Linked DNA regions of Zea mays: region 1 is linked to region 2. A link is a contact called in public Hi-C data. All regions are on one chromosome and are shown on one strand. The core of a region is the stretch at or near the end of the contact, and the rest is flanking DNA. Distances in the headings are between cores, read along the strand shown.

Evidence for each region. A called contact is a pair of places that touch in the nucleus more often than the background predicts.
Region 1: a Hi-C map of ear shows a contact between it and region 2, with 2.0 times the contacts expected there. The contact joins the promoter of LOC100275694 here to the promoter of LOC100502288 in region 2. A contact is called at or near these places in 8 of 25 Hi-C or Micro-C datasets (bundle sheath, ear, leaf and 1 more).

The regions. Positions count from the first base shown.
Region 1 is chr8:156,660,301-156,665,196 of Zm-B73-REFERENCE-NAM-5.0, reverse strand. LOC100275694 reads right to left here and starts at 1,937. Exons shown (of 4, transcript NM_001365092.1): 1 at 1,790-1,937; 2 at 1,190-1,368; 3 at 1,013-1,089; 4 at 1-909. It overlaps LOC118473157, which reads right to left and starts at 1,931. Exons shown (of 3, transcript XM_035961868.1): 1 at 1,790-1,931. It overlaps LOC109941468 (a long non-coding RNA gene), which reads right to left. Exons shown (of 2, transcript XR_002264124.2): 2 at 4,540-4,755.
Region 2 is chr8:156,392,995-156,397,537 of Zm-B73-REFERENCE-NAM-5.0, reverse strand. LOC100502288 (Lipid phosphate phosphatase 2) reads right to left here and starts at 1,951. Exons shown (of 8, transcript NM_001196765.1): 1 at 1,607-1,951; 2 at 830-1,076; 3 at 658-745; 4 at 470-579; 5 at 264-357. The coding sequence starts at 1,063.

The DNA of each region.
Region 1 (4,896 bases), core at 688-3,187, 270 kb before region 2:
CTTCACTGATGACAACTTGCTAGGGAAAGGAAGCTTTGGTAAGGTCTTCAAAGGCGAGCTAGATAATGGATCTTTGATAGCAGTGAAGGTACTAAACATGCAGCACGAATCAGCTTCCAAGAGTTTTGACAAAGAATGCAGTGCACTTCGAATGGCTCGGCATCGGAATCTGGTGAAGATAATTAGCACTTGTTCCAATCTTGACTTCAAAGCACTAATTCTTGAGTATATGCCGCATGGTAGCTTGGATGATTGGTTGTACTCGAATAGTGGGAGGCAACTCAGTTTCCTCCAAAGGTTTGCAATCATGCTGGATGTTGCAATGGCACTGGAGTATCTGCATCACCAACATTTTGAAGCTGTCCTGCATTGTGATTTGAAGCCAAGCAATATCTTGCTTGACAAGGACATGATTGCACATGTTTCTGACTTCGGCATTTCCAAGTTGCTAGTTGGAGATGACAACTCCATCACATTAACAAGCATGCCCGGAACTGTAGGATACATGGCTCCAGGTATTTTTTTTAGTTCCTCTTGCAATGCATGACGCTATATGCATTATTATACTTATTTAAGGTAACCAGCTTTCTTCTGACATGGATTGAACAGAGTTCGGATCAACAGGAAAAGCATCACGAGCCACTGATGTTTACAGCTATGGAATCGTTCTTCTTGAAGTCTTCGTGGGGAAAAGGCCGACCGATTCAATGTTTGTCAGTGACATCAGCTTGAGGGAGTGGGTTAGTCAAGCATTCCCACATCAACTCAGAAATGTCGTTGACAGTAGCATACAAGAGGAGCTTAATACTGGTATCCAAGACGCAAATAAACCTCCTGGGAACTTCACCATCTTGGATACCTGCCTAGCGTCCATAATTGATTTGGCCTTGCTTTGTTCAAGTGCTGCACCTGATGAAAGGATCCCAATGAGTGATGTGGTTGTGAAGTTAAACAAGATCAAGTCAAACTACATTTCACAGCTTGGAAAACAAAGGCATATTTATCACAACACCTTCTATTCCCAGCTTTTACCCTATTCGGGCAATGATCCAGGTCCAAGCAATTTACAACACTTTTGAAGCACCCGTACTGTCAGCAAGAAAGAAATGCTTCGGTTCATAACTAGAAGCAGCAAATTACTGAATTGCCAGATCCTCAAAACAAGTGCCCGGACGACAGAAATACTAACTGTGCAAGATTGGAACGTCAGGGAAGATTGTTTGGTGTATTTTGTCCACTACAAGTAAATGAGTGCAGGGAGATGGTGGCCACAGGCTTTGAGCAAAGCTTTGGAACTCCTTATTATTCCATAACGAAACATGCTGCACAGTTTCCTAGAAAATCAATGGTTGCAGTTCCTGGCATCGCCTAAGAAAAATAGCACATTTGTGATGTCAGGTTTCTGAAGCAAAAGTAATGACGTGAGCGTGTATTGTAACTTGAATTATACACCAATGATGCTAAAAACCATATCGTTGACTGATAAAGGGCAAATTGATGCTTTACACTCTCCAACTCACTGTTTCCCGCTATCGTTGATTGTGTTCCGAGGGCAGGGAAAATAGGATACGATTTAGTCAAGTCAATGGGATTTAAACTGAGGTTCTTCAATACCAGGCCTGGTATTGCGGATTACAGTGATTCCGCCAAACCAGAACCGAAGCGCATTGCCAAACCTAATCCAAGTCCTTCGTAACGATCTGCATCTCCGTCCGCCACATTTGCGATCCTAAACACACATTATCTAAAATGAACAACACTAGACACACTAAACTGATTCTATTATCACCTTCGGAGCACGGGCGCGGCGGAGCACAGGCCGGAGCACGGACGCGGCGGCGTGAGGCGTGTTGGGGCGGCGGCGGAGGTGAGAGGCAGAGGCGGCGGCAGTGCGGTGAGAGAGAAGAGAGAAGTGAGAGAGAGCGACGGTGAGAGACAGAAAAGATAAGCTGGGACTTGGATACTACTATAGATGGCCAAAAAGCACGAGGCCCGTGAGCCCGGCACGAAGCCCGTTTTTTGGGCCCGGTCCAAACCCGGCACGGTAGAATAAGCGGGCGGGCTTGGACAGGAAACTAGGCACGACGCGCTAGCCCGGCACGGCCCGTTTACCTCTAAGCCCGTTAAACCCGTTTTCTTACACTAAAACGTGCTTACCGACCCGTTTAGCCCGCTTTTCGGCCCGTTTTTTCGTGCTAAACGGGCCAGCCCGGCCCGTTTAAGCCCGCTGCGGGCCGGGCTTGGACAGAAAATTAAGCCCGCTGGTTCAGCAGGCCCGGCCCGGTTTTGGCCGGGCTTCACCGGGCCCGGGCCGGCCCGTTTGGCCATCTCTAGATACTACAATATCTTCTCCGGGTGCCTGCGATCTTCGACAATGATTTTTTTAATTTTAAAATATATTTTGCTGAGTATTCTGGGTTAGACAATTAGAAAAGAATACTCTCCCGAGTATCAGATCGTGGTCGCTTGGCAGAGATTATTTTAATTTTAAAAAAAAATAATGTGCCGAATGTCCAGATGTTGACACTCGGCACAATATACTTTGTCGAATGTCTTTATTTGACACTTAATAAAGAATATTTGCATTTTTTTATTTTTTATAAAACTTTTTTGGTGTTTTCCTACAATATATAGACCTATATGTGCTATTTGATTTTGTTTGTTTAATTGAATTTCTTTGGACGATTTAGATTTGAACTGTAAGTCACTCGAAAAATGGAAAATGGTGAATGCAAAAATGATATTCATGTTATTTAACACAAGTTACGGCCTATTTCAGAAACAGGCCGGAATTTTTGAGAACCATGTTCACGAAACATGGTCGTGAACGTTGTTTTAAAATTGTATAAAAGACAAACAAAATAAAAAAACATGAAACTTGTCGACATATCATGATATCATATGTAGAGTTTATAATAAAAATTTGTAACTATTTCGATAAAGTTGTCACGCACTATGTGTAGAAACTTAAGTGTCCTTCGCATAAAATCATAGAACTTCAATATAGATCGGCTAGATTTCTACACATAGTGTGTGAAAACCTTTGAAGGTTTCTGAATAGAAAGGGGAATGCCCAAATATGAAAAAGGTAAGCTTCCAATGGAACATGAAAGAATTGTCGATGTTCTCTCAATATCTTCATCGGAGCATTAGATTGGTATGGCTGAACTTTTAATCAAATTAATCTTCATGCCAGAGACTCCTCCAAAACACCTTAACAGGTCTTGTACCACACAAAGACCCTTTTGATTGGGTCTCAAAAATATGACCACATCACCAGCATATAAAGACATCCGAGACCTTTGTTGCTGCCAGATATAGACTGCAACAAATTATTCCTAAATATAGGTATGGAGAAGGGTAAGATGCTGGAGATAGCCTTAAGACACTATAAAGAATATTAGAACATTCTCTCTACACCATAGAGTAAAAGTTACAATACTGCTGCAGAAATTATAGAGTTGGAAATAATTAACTTCTATGAAACTCAACCCCTAGTCTACATTCCTAGATTGCAAAACATGTCAGATACTGCCATCTAACGTAAAAATGTGAAAGAGAAATGTGCTAGATAGTCATTTCTACATGTTTTGGTGATTAAGTGTCTAACACACCACATTGGACTAACTATTTGATATGAGTATAAGCACAGGTTCAATTGAAGGCACTAAGTCGATATGAGCTTAATTGGAGGTTAGAAAGTGCAACTTGTGGTAAAACAGTAAGAACATGAGGTTTGAGTGTTTAAATAAGTTGCATATGCCTAATATTATGTTTCTAGCACTTTACTTTGATCTCTAACTCAATTCTGTGAGAAAGTGCAATTTCGACTTAAGTTGAGCTAAACAGGAGGCCAGAAATGCAATTTAGAATGAAATTGTAAATCTGTGAGGTTTGCACCCTTAGAAATGTTACATAGGTCCATTACAATGTTTCTAGCACTTGCTTTTGGGTTCTAACTCTTTGTGTAGCAAAATGTGCATTTTAGACTTGGTTTTGGCCATATTGCACATCCTAGAGAAAATATAGTAAAGAGGTAAGTTTCCCACACTTAGTTCACAAGGATTTGGAGGTTTTGATCATTGGATAGTAACTCGTTGCAAATAACTGAAATGTTTGATCTTTTAATGGTAGCACAATAAGTCTTTGATCTTCGATTCTTTGGTGATTACAGAAGATGCCTGCACTCAGACATGCTGAAAATCGAGAACAAGCAAAAGTGCTTTCATCAGCAGCACTTTATGATAATCAGTGTTTGTTCTTTTTCTTCATGAACTAACAAAGTAGAAACAGGTAAAACCAACAAAGTGCTAGATTTTACATTGTTTTCAATAATAAGTCAACTAGAACATACATTGCAACAAAATGCTTGTCGTTTGGAGCTAAAACTCTTTGTTTGAAAACTAGGTTTTATGTTAGCAAATAGGCATTTCTTGTAGCATAGTTTTCCAATCGGATGGACTTTATGAGACGCTCCCGTCACAATTAATATAAACAAGTAGCTTCATCCAATGACCATAGTAACGTCACAATAATATGTAGTTACAACAATAGTGGATTTATTCATTAATAAATATCTGTTTGCAAATAACCACATGTAGTTTCATCTCTTATAATACAACAACAAATAAATTTGTTCCATTGGCTATAGCTTGCTTAACAATCGCAGGATCATCATGCTTCAAACATGACAACAAATTTGGCATCAACATAGTCAAATCTTCTGTGACATTTGTGTCAAGCTCTCTCATCAATCTGTTACAAAGAAGCAGATACATGAGAACCACCACAATAATTTTACCAAACAGAAAGCAAGAAATACACAAATAAACACATTTTTTTGTTAATTCACACTAAGCTAAAGATCATATCCATTTTTTCCACTTCAATGAATTT
Region 2 (4,543 bases), core at 702-3,201:
GGCAGATAGAAATGGAAAAACCATCAATACATTTGTTTCTTGAGAACTTGATAAACAATATATTGTATACAAAACATATTAAACACCTTGTCCCATACAATTAGCTGATTTAGATCAGAACCTAGAAAAGGAGGCATCAATTATTATATTCACTAAACTGCTGAGGAGGTAGTTAGCACGTCATAAAATAGGACATGTCCCAAACAGTTAGCTCTAATAACATGGGACTAATCCCTATATTTGTAAAGAATAATGTCACTTACATGAAGTATGACCACTTGGAAAGCTTTTATGACCTTCTTTAATAACACTCGCCTGGCCATGGCATATGGCGCCTGTAGTAAAGTTGTTATACTCCTAAAGGCCAAGTAAATTCATAAGATTTCTTATACAATTCAAATGCAATGTAATTGCACAAGGGCTTCAAGTGAGTTATTATCAAGGTTTGACTAAAAGTTAGGAGTTTTACAGGTTTTCCATCAGGGAAGCAACGCCAGAAGAAATCAGGACGTGGTCGCCCAACACCATCCTTTATCGCATCAGTTAAAACAGCAGTAATAAGTACTGAAAATAGGAGACCTGCCAGGACAAGTTAGATTTCAGAATAAGTAATATTGATAAAGTAGAATAGTGAATCTGGCGAGAAAGTGAATGTACCTAGTATGGCATGATGCAGATCATATACATTTCTCTTCTTAAAGTATATCACTGTTATGATAACCATAGGCCCAATGATACCAATTATCTGAACAAGCATGATATTAAGAAAACTTATTTAAGAGGTTCATTGAAATTGACAGGGTAAAACCAAAAGAGAACAGTATGTTACCGGCACAGCCCAAAATGGCACTGTATTGCCCTTCATGGGGTATCTGAGGTCTGTCATCATTTCTGATCCGACGAAGCGATGGAAGGGTTCTATTATATTAAGAACTCCATCCAATACAGCTAAAAGAATTAGCACAATCCAGTCATACATGTGTAGGCGTGCAACTTTGGATCCATGAGAGGATATATAGGGAGTCGGAGGTCCCAGACGAATTGGTGGGGCTGGTGCTGGCATTGCCTCTTGAGTCCTGAAATTGTTAACCGGACAAATTTACGAAATCTACTTATTGAATCGGAAATTCAATACACGATTTGTCGAACCAACTAGACATGTACACTGACAACTGTAAGGATTTCAGTTTCCTCATATCGAAGAGGTATTAAGGACTACAATAAACTAGAGACAAGAGCTAATTGTGCCTTTATATTCTTAGAAACTAGCAGACAAGAGCTAAGGCTTTATTATCGTCTACAAACTTGTGCAACTTTAAGTCATGGAAAATAGTTCTGCAGTATGACTAAATTCTTGTCAGATGTAGTAAGTATATTACTTATGATTTCACCCAAAACCTTCAGAATTATTGAATTCATTAGATACTCCTGAGGCAAGAGGCATGTTCAGGAGCATTAACCAATTAAGAATCTGTGATGGAAGCAGAGCAATAAATCAAAACCAAAATGCGTAGACGTAAGCACATCAAGCAACCGTTCAAACAAGCAAGAGGAGCAGCAGGAAACTAATTATTGGCGACCTAACAACCGAGACAAAGCTATATACCCGGTGGCAGAGACGCTCGCAGGTGCTCGACTGTTTGCCGCCGCCGAGGTCTTGCTGTCTTGTTAATCACGACAACTCGAGATGCGGAAGAGGCGAGAAATGAAGGCCAAGCAAAGAATCGCCCCTTTGGCTCCACGTGCTCCCACTCCTCTTCTCTCGCAGCGCGGCTGCAGTAGTATCAGCACATAAGTACCAGCGTATGGGCAAGCTTGCTTCCTCCGACTCTCCTGCTGTTCTTCCACCTTCTCTTTTCTAGTCTCCTCTTGGCTTGCAATGACTATTAATACCATGCGATGCGAGTGCGCACTGCGCACGCCATGGACGAAACCGTCCAGGCACACCGGCCTCAGAAAGTCACATCTGCCACGAGTCGACGAAGGGTCAGATGAACCCGCCCGCCTGCGCGTCACCGGCTGCGCCGCCGGTTGGAAAATAGCCAATATTCGGGGACGCGGCAGTTGAAGTATGACCGTCTCGTCCGTCGTCCCCATCGAGGGATTACGCGGCTGCCTGGGGAAGGAGGTACCTGACCTGGGAGTTGGCAGTTGGGACCTGGGATGGGACTACGGGAGGAGTCAGGCTGGCAGGAATGAATATGCGTATACCACTGATGTAGTTTTGGCGTCCGCTACTTTGGCCCATGGGCTTCTATCTGGTATTGGGCCGTGGTATGTGTGGTTTGGGTACGCCCTGCTAGACAACGTACTCCCCCGTTACAAAATATAGATACACGTCACATACTACATACTTAAGGGAGTCGATTAATCTCAAACTTAAGTGAATTTATAGAAAATAATATTAATATTTGTATATCCAAATAACTTTATTATTATAATAAAAAATTATTAATTCGTTGATATGTATTTAGTATCATAAGTCAAATATAACTATAAGCTTTGTTGGCTCATCGAAGTATGAGGAGAGAGGAGTGCATTTATTCAAAGACAGAGGTCAGAGTCAGATTGATTGAGTTGACTAGAAATTTTCTCTCGTCTTAGGCGTGGGTTCGAAACTTCGCGTCCGCGGTCTGCGGTCCGCGTCACTGTAAGAGCAACTCCAGTGATTCTCTAAAATACTTCCTAAATCAATAATTTAGGTAGTTAACATGAAAACTATTCTCCAACAGTTCTCTAAATGAACTTTCTAAATTTAACAACTTGTCATCTAACCTCATTTTCTTTCTACATTTGGCAACCATTTAACAACTCACTAAACAAAAATGTTGACTGCATTATATAGTTTTTGTGATTTATTTTTTACGTGGATAAATACAAAACAAAATTACAACCTATATTTAGAGAACTATTGGAAAACTCACATTTTTTTACTCCAATAGCCATTTAGCAACTTCTTAAATCTGTGATTTAGAGAGCTAAAATTTACATAACTATTGGAGTTGCTCTAAGACTGTAACCTTTTTTTTTTTGCAGCTCGCATAACTGGGTTTTTTTGCACGGCTTTTTGCGTTTTCGTGTGCGCGCTCTTGCAGTTTCTGTAAAGCGGCATTTCATTTAAATGCTGCATCTGCATGGAGTAGAGCGTGTGGGTACTCTCCATGCACGCGTGATTGATGGGAGTGGAGTGCGTTGCATACAGCCTTAACATAAATACACGTTGGATTAAATTTCCACCTCGGCTGCATGCAAGAGCAATGCCGTCCAAAAATCCCTTCAATCATACGAGTGACTTGCTTTTAGATACTTTGGCAAAAATGATAATATGACAACTAAAAGAAACAGTAGGGAGTAGATACTATGAGATTTCTTAGCTATTGATATGTTGGAATGTGTTTCAACAAATATTCTATTTTAAAAGATCTATATGTGATATATAGAAATTGTAGCAAAACATATGCATCTAACTGGTTCACTCTAACGATGTTATACTGTTGGATCTTTTATAGGCTGGGCCAATTTATTTAATAAATTTTATGGTGTGTAATGGAGGAGAATACCAATAGTACCATATTGGAAGTCCAAGTGTCGTTGGTTTGACTTATATGGTATAAATTATTCCACTTAATTTGAGAAGTCAAGAAACGAACAAGGCCATGCCACGCGCGCGCGCCGCCGGCCGGGCCCGGCGTGGCGGTGTGCGAGCGAGGCGTGGCGGGGTTGTGTTAATTTTTAGCACTCATTAACCGCGAGAGTTTCAACTCTGGGTTAAAACCTTTTAGTTGCCTATCTCTTGGCGTGCCGCATGCGAGACCCTCCTTTCAGTTGCCCGTCTCTTGGCGTGCCGCATGCGAGACCCTTCTCCTTCAGCTCCCTTCCGCGAAAGGTTAAGAAGGGGAGAACGCCTGTCTCTTGGCACACGCGAGTAGAACACTTTCAGAATCACAGTCCAGTCGCTAGTGAGGGTATCCCTTGCCGTTCGAGACCTTGCACGGGGATCGGCAATTAGGTTTTTGGGAAGCGTCTACGCGACTGCCCAACGTCCGTCGTTGTCTTCATCACTGGTTCCTGGCGTCTTCATCTCGTACGGATGACAAGAGAAGTTGGACAAGGATCAGGATCCTCGGAGCGCATGGGAGGGTATGATCAATTCAGTTCCTTACTGTTTTACGTTCTACAGATTATATATGTTTCATATGTTCATCTCTATTGTTTCGTATGTAGCCATAGGATTATCCAAACTGTTCTGACATACTATTAAAATATCATATCTGTTTGTTTTAATTTTACAGTCATGTTGTTTATGTTACTATCTGTTTATTTTCAATTGTTCTGTCAGTTTATATGCTTATTATATTTATATGATTCATATGTTTTATGTTCTCATGATCCAAATTGTTATGGATATATTTGATATTATGATTTCTTTGATTAATCATCTTTTATATGTCATCATCATAATGTTAATTTATGGAATTAAAATGATATGGAAAATGCCTATATTTCTAACAATCCAAAAACCTAATGTTATGCATTTTTCTGT